Regions from separate parts of the Ovis aries genome. Here region 2 is linked to region 1. A link is a contact called in public Hi-C data. All regions are on one chromosome and are shown on one strand. The core of a region is the stretch at or near the end of the contact, and the rest is flanking DNA. Distances in the headings are between cores, read along the strand shown. Region 1 holds the start of SEMA3C (semaphorin 3C). Region 2 overlaps SEMA3C (semaphorin 3C).

Region 1 (6,288 bases), core at 3,645-6,144:
AACTGGACAGTAAGACAAAACTGAAAGGATTCTTCTAATGGGTCACTCAGAAATTTTAAACTATTAATAAATGAAAGAAAGTATATATGTCAACCCTGTATAAAAATCCTGTATCTTTAGTAACCTATTCAGTGTGATACTCAGACAAATCATAATAAGATCACTGAGACACTTTAAGTAATAAGAAATTTGGAACAAGACTTCAAGCAGGTGCAGTCAAATCAGTTAAGAAAATTACTATGACCTAATGATTAAAATTTATACATTTTAAACAACTGGTTTTTCTCAAGATACTTTTCCTATTACATAGTTAATTTTTGGAGGGTTTTTTTGTTATTAATTTATAAATTGTGGGATTTCATTATCCTTGGTGATATATATTTTTAAAACAGTATCCAAATTAAGTGAATTCTATCTAGTAATTTCCAAGTAAGACTCTTGGGGAGAATAAAATAGGAATTATAAGATTTTCAGATAGTTATCTAATCATGCTGTATTCGGCATATGTTATAAATTAAGTATTATTCTATAAGATTTTTTTTTAATTTCAGAGCACTTAAAATTTTAGATATACAGTATTTTAAAAAGTTCATCATAATTTCCAGTCATGTTGTAAACAGTAGTCATTATCCTATAAGATACTGAAGTCTGGTTTCAAAAGACTGTATTACTTAATTTCCTCTTTAAAAGATAAAATGTAACTGTCTTTTCAAAAACAGCCTTGATGAACTATCTCTAGTGACAAACTTGTTTTTAACAGTTAAATATTCAAGCTTAAGTTTCAGTTTAAAATTTTTTAATTAGTTTCAGTGTAACAGAAAGCAGGTTTAGATACCTAACCTATGCGATCACTTCATCTTCCTATGCATGCATGCTAAGTCGCTTCAGTCGTGTCTGACTCTGTGCGACCCTGTGGACAGCAGCCCACCAGTCTCCCCTGTCCACGGAATTCTCTAGGCAAGAATACTGGAGTGGGTTGCCATGTCATCTTCCTATATACTGAGAGAAATACAGAAAACAGGGAGGGAATTGCACTGCTCCTTAGTGCCTTTATTTTTTTTACTTGATTAGATAATTCATAGCTCTAGGGCTTCCCTGGTGGCTCAGTGGTAAAGAATCCACCTGCAATGCAGGAGATGGAGGTTCAATCCCTGGGTCTAGAAGATCCCCTGAAGAAGGAAATGGCAACCCACTTCAGCATTCTTGACTGGGAAATGTCACAGACAGAGGAGCCTATGGGCTATAGTCCATGGGGTTGCAGAAAAGTCAGAAACAACTCAGTGAGTAAACAACAACAATTCACAGTTTTCATCCTGGGAGAAGAGGTGAAAGCAGCCAGCAAGTTGTGTTAGTAATTAAAAAAAAAAAAAAAGACATTTCAAAAGGTCTTTTTTCTTCCCAACTTGATAGCCATGGGTTCTTGAGGGGAATGGCTAATTCAGAAGCTAAGGAAACAATCAGAAGCTCACACACTCTAAGTTCCAAATAAGGCTCCTTCAGTGCTTGTGATGACCCTGGGGAAAGTGCTGGTGATTTAAGAAACTAAGAAAAAAGATGGACATTTGACTCATAATTGTCAGTCATACTGCTGTTTGAAATTCAAAATAACAGAGTTTCAAAGGCTCACAGCTATATAAGGCCTGAGAGTATACTGTTTCTCAAATGAATGAAAATATGCCCAGTGACACTAATGTTTATGCAGAGATAAGCTGAAAGGAGCAATAAAAATATAAGTGACTCTGACTGGCAAGATGATCTTCCTGATCCATCTCTTATTCCATCTGTCCAATTATTTTGGGTTACATGATGACCAAAATCATCCATCTCCAAGTCTTTTATATTATATACATTAAAGCTCACACACACATTTGGCAAACCATTCCCTCAGAGGACCTTAATATGCCTTTCATGTTCGTGAATATTTGAAATCACACTCATTTTCCAAGATTCAGAAGAGAGCATTTGCATATAACAGCAATCCAAAGCATATTATTTTAGGTCCTTTTTAATTACTTAGGAGAGTTTGCCAACCTCAGGATCTCCTCATGGAAATAGAAGAACACCATTAGAACAACATATGGAGAGACCTAGTCTTGAATTTAAGGCTCAAAAGGCATTAGAAAAAAATTTCAATAACTAAACCTGCACAGCTCTTTCTATGGATGAGAAGTTCCGTATAAGGGGTATTCTTCATCAAAGGTAAATGACTACTAAGCGTAAAGATCTTAGGCTTTGGAGTCCTCACCATCTCCTCATGAATGTACATGTAAACACAGAAGGAACTTCAAAAAAGGGCAGAATCCATTTCACACATTTTCATAAACAAATGAAACAGACGGCTTTGTCTGGTAATCAATAATTTAAAACAGCCACATCATCCAAAAAGCAATCCAGTAGACATTTTTTAATGCTAATCAATACTCAATTATTATTTTACTCTCTTTACTAATTTTTGTATCTGGATTAAGAAAAAAAAAAGACTTCAAAATTTTTCTCAGATTGTTTATCAACTTTCTTACCATCAAATGTTAAGTAAACTCTTGCTTGGGGCTGAGACGATCCTTTCACATAGGTAGAACAAACAAATACTCCAACCAAGAGGCAAACTGCCTGGAATGCCATTTCTTCAGATTTGCAAGTTAATATCCAAGGGAAAATACCTTTACAATAAAGATAATAAGTTTGTTATATTTTACTTCACACTTTAGGAGCACACACCCACCCATACACACAAAACCTGCAATCTAGACAGCACCTTATTCACAAAGACATATCTGAACTTTCAGAGTTATGCAAACAGTAGGAGGTGCTGTGACTTTCTGTCTTACATGTGAAAATTTGGATTTGAATTCATTTGTGTCTAGAAGTCTTTGTTAAAAGTGAAATTATTTCATCATCCAGCAAAATAATGTGAATATTAAACAAAGCAGCCAGGAAAATGTTGTCAATTCCCAAAGGAAAAACCAATATTTAAACTTGTTATTCTCTTTAAACAACAACAGCAAAACACACATTACATTGAAAAGATTTGAGAATGGTGCCAATAGGGATTAACAGATGGAAACTTCTGTTTCTACCATAAATACAGTAGCAGTAGAAAAACCTCACATAAAATTTCACTTCCACACACTCATTAGCTCTTTGGAGTAACCATCTCTGAAATGATAGTTCTACACAAAAATCTACCAGGGCTCAATTCCTCATCACTTATATCACTGGAATTAGTTATCTGCCAGTTTATACAGATGACCATACAGCTGTTAAATGATGTAGATGAGGTAACCATGAATTTGTGCCAAATACAAACCAATGACCTAGTGGTGAGCAATCCAGTGAACCATGTATCCCTCAATGCTTTTTTAAAATAAATCACCTAGAAAGTGGGCTGTCAAAATTTCAAAGGATAAATCAGAGGGACAGGTATTACTGTTTAAAACCATATCTATATAATTGATGTATGCTATTAACTAATGTCTGAACACCAGAGATCACATGTGTAATATCAAATCTATAGGGGCTCCAGTAGCCACATGCAAAATAAACTCAGGACCATCAAAAAGAAAAATCATTGTGAGTCCAACACAATTATACAATGAGATGACATGACAGAGTTTAATCTAGAAATTTATTTTTACAGGTTATAACAATACTGATTTTCAATAGTATGTGGCTTTTAAAAGTAAAATCTTACCACAATTATTCAATAAAGAAATGCCAATAAAATTTGACAAGTAATACAGTACAGGAGCAATAGAGAAGCTTCAGTAATACAGAATCAAAGGAACAACTAAACTGAATATGCCACTGTAAACAAAACTTCTATTGATTTCTTAGGTGGTACATGTAAGAGGTCGAAAAAAAAAATTCTATGCTTCTTTGACCACACAGATGGAGAAAACCCTAGAGATGTTTGTGTTCCTAATTTTCAAAAGAAACACTTCCTGCTTCCACAACCTCTTCACCTTGTTATCCCTAAATTAACTTGAAAGAAAACCGATTTTATAGGGTGATTTTCCCTTAGTAATTTGCTCCCTGGTTTTGTTGACTTTATAGTTAAATTCCCCACCAAATATATAAATATGCCTAACCTTTGCCTCTGTATTAAGCAGGACAATAAATACACATTTTTACATACTGCTATTATCAATATCTTATCTGATATGTCCCTATGAAAGCAACATATGCCACAAATTGCAAAAAATAACATTGGAGATGAAATGACAGGTCAAGTGGAGTGAGTATAAAGAGCAACGTGATTTCAAGCCATCCAGAGATGAGAAGTGAGGGAAAGTCAAGTATCTTATACATGCCCCCGCCCCTCACATTTTATGACTTCTCCCCTTTAACTCAAACACTTAAGACACGATGCTTACTGTGTTCACTTGTAACGACTGAACACTAATAACATGTAATGAAAGGCCTCTTATAAAATTCTCTCCAGTAATTTTGCCTTAGAAGGCAGGGATACTCAACTTTAAACTCTCCGCAGGTGTCATAACCTAAAAAAACAATTCCAGCCAGGCTCTCTGCTAGGGAAACACTTCCATGACAAACTGCATGCGCTCTTAAGAAAATGCCCAGATTTGAGAACACGGATGTGTGAAAAGTCTATACACAGATCCAAAGTTGTATTTTGCTAAATTTGTAATGCTGAAAACAACGAATCCAGCTTACCGAGGTGGAAAGAGATCAGCGCGGAAAAGTCGTCAATGCGCTACAGGTTTGGATCCTCTTTTCTAGCGCTTTCCCCAAAAGACCGTAATTTCTAGGACGTCCCAGCGATGAAATTCTTTCTTTCCTGCCTTCTGAGTTCCTTTGTAAAGGAATCCTCAGCGTTGCCGCGGCGCGGCACCCGGAGCCCTGCTCCGCGTCGCTCAATCAAGCACTCGGGAGTGAATGGAAAGTGGCCGGCGCAAGGGCGAGCGCTCGGGTGTCCGATTACAGCTACGCGGCGCACGGCTCCGGCTGCCCCGGCGCGCCGCCCAGCCAGCTCACATCACCCGCCCAACACACTCGGCCGCATCTCCACCGGCCGCGAGGCCCCACCCAGAGCGCGCCCGCGAGAGGGTGGCAGGGAGCCGCCAGGGCGGGGCCGACCCCAGGACAAGCTGCCCTCGAGATACAGGAATGCGCTGCAGCAGGCTAGGGGGCCAACTAAACAACTCTGCTCCTTTCTCACTCCGCGGTGGAGTGAGCAACTTACAGGGTGTGTTCCAAGGTTTTTGTTTGTTACCGGCTGCTCTGGGAAGGCATTCAGGATTAAGCTTGGCCTTAAACTATCAAAGTGCAAAGCAGTTTTTGCCAGAAAAGGATCACAGCATCCTTTTAAGGCAAGTAGATGGGTTTTTTAAAGGCATGAGTCTCGATCTTTTCCTGTAGAACGTTTTCTAAAACCGGTCGACATAAAACAGTCTCATCGCAGAAGTTTATCCTTTTAATGGGTATTGTTTCCTATTGTGCTTCCTTAATGTCCCCAATGCAGTAACTTTGTCGACCTTTCCACGGTCACTCATATACAATACCCTACCTTCCGGGATACTCCCAAAACATAATATTAAGAAATTATTTCACAGTTGTATAGAAGAAGCCTATTTTGAATTATACCAACAGAGGTTTACGAATCTAGACATCAAGGGTATATATTTCCAGCACTACCTTCAGGTAACCTTGTTAAATTCTGGAACTAACGTTGATGTTTAAGTGAAAATTATTTCTCTGGATCACAATTAACTACATATTTGTACTTGGGGAGGAATGAGCTTCCATCTCCATAAAATGAGCAGGTACTTGCTTAAAAATCACTGTGAGCTACAGCCCAGTAGATGTCACTATACAGAGAGAACATGGAGTGAAATTTCTCTACCGTGTTTCTTATAATTTTCTTTATGAAATAAGTTAGATCACTAAATTCTTATAAACTATCATAGAAAATACTTCTGAGAGTGCAAAATCTTTGATGGAGTGGGACAGCTGAGCTAAATCTCACTAGAAGGAAGAGAAGAAGTGATTAAGACACATCTTTCATGTATCTAAGCACCACTTCTTGTGTTATGCCACCAACTTTTTCTGTGCAGTGAGATATGAAGGGAGTATGCCAAATAAGAATGCAAACTTGTGTTCAAAAATTATATTCCATGACCAATATTATCTTCAGACACAAACTATGTTTATGAAAGAAATTTCAAATTAAGTGGATCTGTTCTTAAAAAAAATCTAATAGTTAAATTATTTTTGTGATAATTAGTGAAATAAAAATGCGAGCAGCTCCTTGACATGTTTGTAATAATG
Region 2 (6,954 bases), core at 2,354-4,853, 140 kb before region 1:
TTTCTCCATCTTTGGTATAAAGGAACAATTCAACATTCATAGGCAAAAAGTCTAAAGGCAATTAATTATATTCACAAAACATACTGCATTTGGAATGTCAAGTGCCACAAAGTACAGCTTTAACATTATAGCTTAAACTATTTTCCTCTGTCTGCAATACATTCTGAAAGTACAGTAATTGCAAAACATGTGCCTTGATGAGTTTTAAAAAATTGAAGTTTTCTACCAGCTATTGCCCATGGGATCTGATAGCCATTTAACAGAAAAAAAAGTTTGTTTTTAAATGTGTGGCTTTCAGTCTAGTACATATAAATTCAAATTCACTGAAGCAGAATGAAGAGTTCAGAGTCCAAGATCTGAAAAACACATTTTTCTTCAAATACAGCATGTGAAATGAAGGAGAAACTTTTCAAGACAAAAAATGCAGTCATTTGAAGGCATAGAAGGATTCCTTATTTCAAGAACAAAACAACCTTTAGAATACTCTATTTCCAGATGTACTGGAGGAAAAATCTGAAGAAGTAAATGGACAATCAATGCTTTCTTATGCTGGTCTATCAGTGAAATAGGATGCTCAATTATAGTGATTCATGCTTAACTGTGCAATGTTGAGTGAACTGCCAAATTTAAGGTCAGTTTAAACTATCCCCAGGGTGAAATGACAAAGATCTTAGTTTCTTCCTCCTCTAAACAATAGCAATTGTACAATGGAGCAAATGTACAATGGAAGTGTACATTAAAGTCAAATGAGCACTTTTCATCATGTGAATTCCATGTGACCCCCCAAATAAGAAACATCTGAATACTGAATATAATAAAATTAGCATAGTTATGGTTTCCATAAATTATTGGTCAATTTGTGAAAAAAAAATATATACCACTTTTATAGCTTTAGAATCTAAGCATAAAACAATTAGGAAGAGCTTCTAAATAAGCCCTACTCATTATATCTGTCATAAATTTTGGAAAAATTTTAGATTTTGCATTAAAATATGAAAGCAGACCAAATGAATAAATGACACTTCATTGTAATATGCTACAATTAAACAACTGGAGAAGATTCTTGTCTATAGGCCCATATGATGAGTATCTCTGTCATTTTATTATTAATATATCCTATGATAATTCTATAATCGTTAATAAAGAGTTACAATGTGAAACCTGGATCATTTCATTCATATATTTAGCCTAAATATTTAAAATCACAGAGTACAAAACTGTTGTCACTCATAATTTTTTAACAATTTTAATGGAATTTTCATTATGATATTAAACAAAGTAGTTTAAAGTCTGGCTCTCAAAAAATGGATAAACTGTTATTTTACCACTTAGCCATTTGGAATTGTGTTGATCAGTTCTGACTGCATTCCTCTTGGTTAAACTTCGAAAAATAGCTGCATCTGTCCCCATGAAATCTATATACATTCCAGAGAAAAGCTCTTCATCTATAAAAAAGCAAATATCAACAAAATTAAAAGCAAATCAAATGTTTTAAAGGGTATTTTAAAAATCTGCTTATTAGATCATGACATATATTACAGAGTATTTAAGTGTTTAAGTTGCTAATTGCTTTCCATTGTCCACCAAATAAAAAAATTTGGATAAAGTTTAATCTGGTCTCATATATCACTACCAAAACAACATTTCCTATATAGAGATAAAATTCCTCTGCCTGACTTAGCTACACTAAATACCTATGTTCATATACTGTGTATCAGTAATGGCAGAAACAATATATAAATTAAAAAAAAGAAATGACTTACTTATTACTTGTTTAATAAGTAAAAACATATTCTAAGAATCAGAAAACTTGATTTCCAATTCTGGCAGGAATTAACAAACTGAAAATTAGGGATAAATCATTTAGCACCCTGAATCTCATTCTTCTATAGGAACTGGATTATGATCAGATAATTCTTGCTGTTTATTAAAAACTCTATGATTAACACAATTTCATCATTAAAAGTATATGTTTTGTTCTTTGATGCTAGAAGGTTTCTATAGGGTAAACAAAGTGCTACTTTATCAATTGTAGCACATAACATATTAACATTATGTTAATAATATAATACAATTTTAATAAACCATCTATAGCTTAACATATTAACTCATTTAAAATAAAATTTAAAGACAAGAAAAAAGATATTTTAAGATTGAATTAATTTATCATTTTTATTGACAAAAATAAGATATCCTAATCTGTATGTGCATAACATTCGACATTTTGCTTCTTTGTTAACATCTACATTAATTTTTAGTCTAGTAAGGAGAGTAAATAGCAAATTGGTATGTGTGACTTTTTTGTACAAAACAATAGTTGAGTTGAAAAAATAATAAAGTTTATCAGGTCTGGCCCACTGACCTACCAAGCATCTGATATTCTAGAATGACTCCCCTCGCCACTTCAGATTGTGGTCATTTTGACAGAACTGAAACATTTTAGAGCATTCTAAGCTCACTGTTTAGTAATAAGCAATCCCAGTTGGACTAGGATAGAATGAAGAATGGAATGTTTTCAATATGTGCTCACCAGGTCACAAACTGGACCCCTACCAGTTAGCAAGTGGGTATGTCAGGCATTGTGTTGCCTTTTCTGCTTCCTACTAGAGAGCTGAAGTCCATGGGAACAGATTATAGGGAGACAACGAAAAAAGAGTTGTATGAAAGGATTTTGAGCAATTAAGTTTCTTTACAATTTTGTGAACGTTTGTGAAGCATCTATGCAAGTATTCTGTAGATACAATGATTGTTAAATTGAGATAACTTTGTAATTAATTATTTCACAGCTTTGTTATACCCAATTATGCCCCCAAAGAGAAGGTTATACATTTTTTATATTCAATAGATTTATTAGCACAGCTCAGAATTATAATCTCATATCTGTTTACAGGAAGAAAAAAAAAGGACACTCAGAGGATGGTTTATTGTGGAGAGGACTGATTCTAATCCTACTGCATACCACTTTTTTAGCTTTGTCTTAAAAGGGCTTCCCTGGTGGCTCAGTGGTAAAGAATCTACCTGCCAATGCAGGAGATTTGGGTTTGATCCCTGGGTTGGGAAGATTTCTTGGAAAAAGGAAATGGCAACCTACAGCAGTATTCTTGTGTAGGAAATCCCATTGACAGAGGAGCCTCAAGGGTTAAAATCAATGGGGTCACAAAAGAGTCCAATATATACATAACTAAGTGACTAAACAATAAACACTACAAAAGAATTAGATGGCTGATCTGTGTAGCATGGCAGAAGCCCTCCAATTAAAAATAAATTAAAAATAAAGAAATAAAAATGATAAGATTATTTTAAAAGAGTTAGATGGTTAACTGGCTTCATTTCCTGTCATAAATTCTCAGTAACTTTAACAGCAAGTTAAAATAATAAAGTTTCTTCTTTATTTTGTGTAAGAAATAGTTTTACTTTGGAAATAATTTTGTTTAAGAGTAGAAATTTTTTTTCAGAATTTAATTGTAAGGTTTATGCAAAGATAAACTTGCTTCTTTTAAACTTTAATCCAAAAATATTTTGATTTCCAGTTGTACATCCACTGACTAAAAAATATCTCAAGAGGTTTTGGATAGCTTCCTTAATAAGAGATGTCATCTGACTTCGATGTGCTACAACAATTACTAAAAATAGCAAAAGAACACTAGTGCGTTGGGCCAGATGCCATGCTATATTGTGAAATTTGAAATTCTTCTAATTCTCAACATTTCTTGGCACTTTAATATTTTAACCAAATTATATAGTGCATTGTAATTGAACATAAATGATAAAACATCAAATGGCAAAGTGAGATGGCTACACAAAGAAATGCATAATATTGGAGATAATATTACAGAGATAATCAATGGAATAAATAAAATGATAAATACAAGGTTATAAAACTTCATGCTCTTTTTAGTTTCAGCTAAGTTAAGAAAATTGTTTAATGATTTTCTTTGATAGTAAGAATCTTGTTAACCAAAATGTTAAAAAGTATAGTATAAGAACATGAGCCTAGGAATCAAAGTCTCAGGTCTTTGAAAAATGAAGATGAATTATTATCTTCATTTTGTAAATGAATCCAATTCGCTAAGGGCAAAACTATTATATGACTTATCATAGTTTAACAGAAAAATTTATAATGCTTTGTTTTAACTCTTTTTTGTCCTAAATAATACTTGATGAGATAAAATTTCTAGTATCAGTGTTAACAATAATTTTGAATTTCTAAGTTTAGAAATTCATAGCATTTAACTTGAAATAAGTGAAAAATTTTTGTATTTATCTAATAGTATACAAATCATAGTTTCTAAAGGCAAATACTTTCTGAGACATTGCTTCTATTAAATAATATTTGGATACTTATTTGAAAATACTTTGCATCAGACTTAATTATATATCCTGTAGTTTCAAAGCTTCCTAATTTTTTGTCCTAATGATACACTTTCATTTCCTCCCTGACCAATCTGAATGACTATACGGAAATAATTTACTGGATAATTTCAAGTTCACATTTTAGTCAATGCTGGAGTACTTATCTTAATTTAGTTTCCAGATCTGAGAAAGAAAGATGAGTTGCTTTTTAAAATGAATCAAAGCAAAGTCTGTTGAACATAGTAATTATTTTCCCACCTGTTCTTTTGTTAAATGATGCGATTTTACCACTGGCAAAACATAGAGAAACAGAAAGGACAAAGTTTTTACTATATAATTGGCATACTGAAATTTAAGATTCGTCTTATAGTCAACTAATGTTAAGTCAGACGTATTCCAGCAGTGTCTTAATTACATATTATAATATGTCTTAAGACATATTCTAGAGTGTCTTTCAAGTGAGTTATAGATAGGCACTGATGACTGAGACTCAAGTACATTGATTTATTTATGTGTGTGGCAGGGAGAAATTGGGCCTGATTCTTAACTGATATAATTTACAAAATATGAGGAAATAAAAAAGTTATTTTACTAATACCTGTTTTTTTGTATGGGAACTTTTAGACATTTCATAGGGAATGTACTTGGCTAACATATGCACTTTGCTATTTCTTCACATGAAAGAAATACCAGTTTTAATTGTTTGTAAAAGATAACTAAAACATCAGAAAAAGAGAATACACAAAATAACAACTACACTGAAATTTACTTCCTAATATATATTGATATATGTATGCATAAGAAATTTATAAACATATGTATACATACATACACTTTTTAAATGGTTGACTTATTCTATGAATGACATTAGTCATATTAGATGGAAAAACACATGGCTATCATTTACTCATGAATATTCTTAGAAATAAGAAATTAGAATTTCTCACAACTTGCTTTCTATTATTTTACTCCTGTACTATCATCCACACAACTATTCAAAATGGACATATGGTATAATTTATTTATTTTCTTTAATTTCCTTTTTTAAACCTCCCCTTTTATTTTCCACTTACTGATCATAACAGACACTGTGTTCACATTGGGGTTGAAAGAGCAGCGTCCTTTTCCAGATTCACACTTGGAGTCAATCATGAAAACTTGGTCCTTTATTATAGATAAAATTGAAAATGTAAAAAAAATAAATTGCTTTATCTTACTTAACCAATTGTTCTTTAGTAAAACAAAGCATCATGATGAATAACACGCCTTCTACTTGGTGGTTTATGCCTTCCCAAGTTTACTATGTTAAAGTTTTCTTGGCCTATATGAAGAATGCATCTGTAAGTTATAAACTAACCTTAGCACGTCAAGTTCTCATCCTATCACACTCCCCATAAAGTTAATCCAACAAGTTCTCAAATCAATATCAATAAAAACACTTGGCTTAGAAAAATGGTACAGATAAGCCTATTCCAGTGTAAGAATATAGATGCAGATGTGGAGAATGGACATGCAGACACAGGGGAAGGGGAGGGTGAGACAAATTGGGAGCTTAGGATTGGCATATATAAATTACCACGTGTAAAAGAGAAAGCTAGTGGGAAACCTGCTCTAGAAGCTCAGCTTGATGCTCGGTGATGACCTAGTGGGTGGGATGGGGGTGAAGTGGGAGGGAGACCCAAAAGGGAGGGGATATATGTCTACTTATAGATGATTCACTTATTGTACAGCAGAAACTAACATTGTGAAGCAATTATACTAAAAAAAAAAAAAATCAACACTTGGAAATCAAGGATCATTGTAAACCTGAACTAGATAGGTTGAACATTGTCCAAAAGAAGAAAACTGTTCACAGAGAAACAATGTGTATAAGGATTATGATACTTTCAAAATAATCAAGATCTTTTTTAAATATAAAATTTTACATTACCACTTTGTTATAGAAAGCATTATACTAGATTTAACAAAATAATTCATAATTTAGTTAAAAATGCTTCATTTACTCATTCATTTACTTAACAAAAACTTAACAAGCATCTACTATGTGCCCAACACTGACAAAACATTGGGGACAGAGTAAACAAAACAGTCAAAAATTCTTACCTGTAGGTAATTTATAAACCAAAGATAGAGAATGGAAATACAGAATATAAAAAGAATCAACACGTAAAATATTGAGTATGCTAAATGGTATTCAGTGCTTTGGAGAAAATTTAAGCAGGGAATGGGGGCAGTGGGTTCAATTAGAAATATAATGGTCAGTGTAGCTTCACTGAGAGGGAGCATTTTGTTTGTATATTTATCTTTTTACTTAAATAAAGTGAGTAAAAGCTACTACTAAAATTCAAAGAAAAAATGATCACATTGTTGATTGTATTGGATGATGGATTAATTATTAAGCTGTTTTCCAAAATTATACCAAAGAAAATGCAAGCTCAACATTTTTTGAGTATGGAATAAAAGGATCAAAACATTGTTTTAAGAAGATTGGACCTTATCTTGTTCTTTAAGAAGACTGAGAATGGTGGTTTTAAAAACAGACACTGAATTCAAGAAAATAAATTTGTTTTCAACTCAGTAGTCCAGGAATTAGGGAATAAT

Evidence for each region. A called contact is a pair of places that touch in the nucleus more often than the background predicts.
Region 2: a Hi-C map of tail adipose tissue shows a contact between it and region 1, with 2.4 times the contacts expected there. The contact joins the enhancer-like site here to the promoter of SEMA3C in region 1.

The regions. Positions count from the first base shown.
Region 1 is chr4:41,383,677-41,389,964 of ARS-UI_Ramb_v3.0, reverse strand. SEMA3C (semaphorin 3C) reads right to left here and starts at 4,894. Exons shown (of 18, transcript XM_004007807.5): 1 at 4,675-4,894; 2 at 2,520-2,660. The coding sequence starts at 2,622. The region is part of intron 1 of LOC132659678 (a long non-coding RNA gene); the gene reads left to right.
Region 2 is chr4:41,517,315-41,524,268 of ARS-UI_Ramb_v3.0, reverse strand. SEMA3C (semaphorin 3C) reads right to left here. Exons shown (of 18, transcript XM_004007807.5): 6 at 5,427-5,517; 7 at 1,326-1,445. Among named protein-coding and RNA genes, the nearest start is that of SEMA3C, 140 kb to the right of the region's middle. Within about 2 kb of position 3,603, at least 3 of the 54 cell types and tissues checked have an H3K27ac peak or open chromatin away from gene starts, as enhancers often do. A contact at or near this core is called in tail adipose tissue, where this site is marked.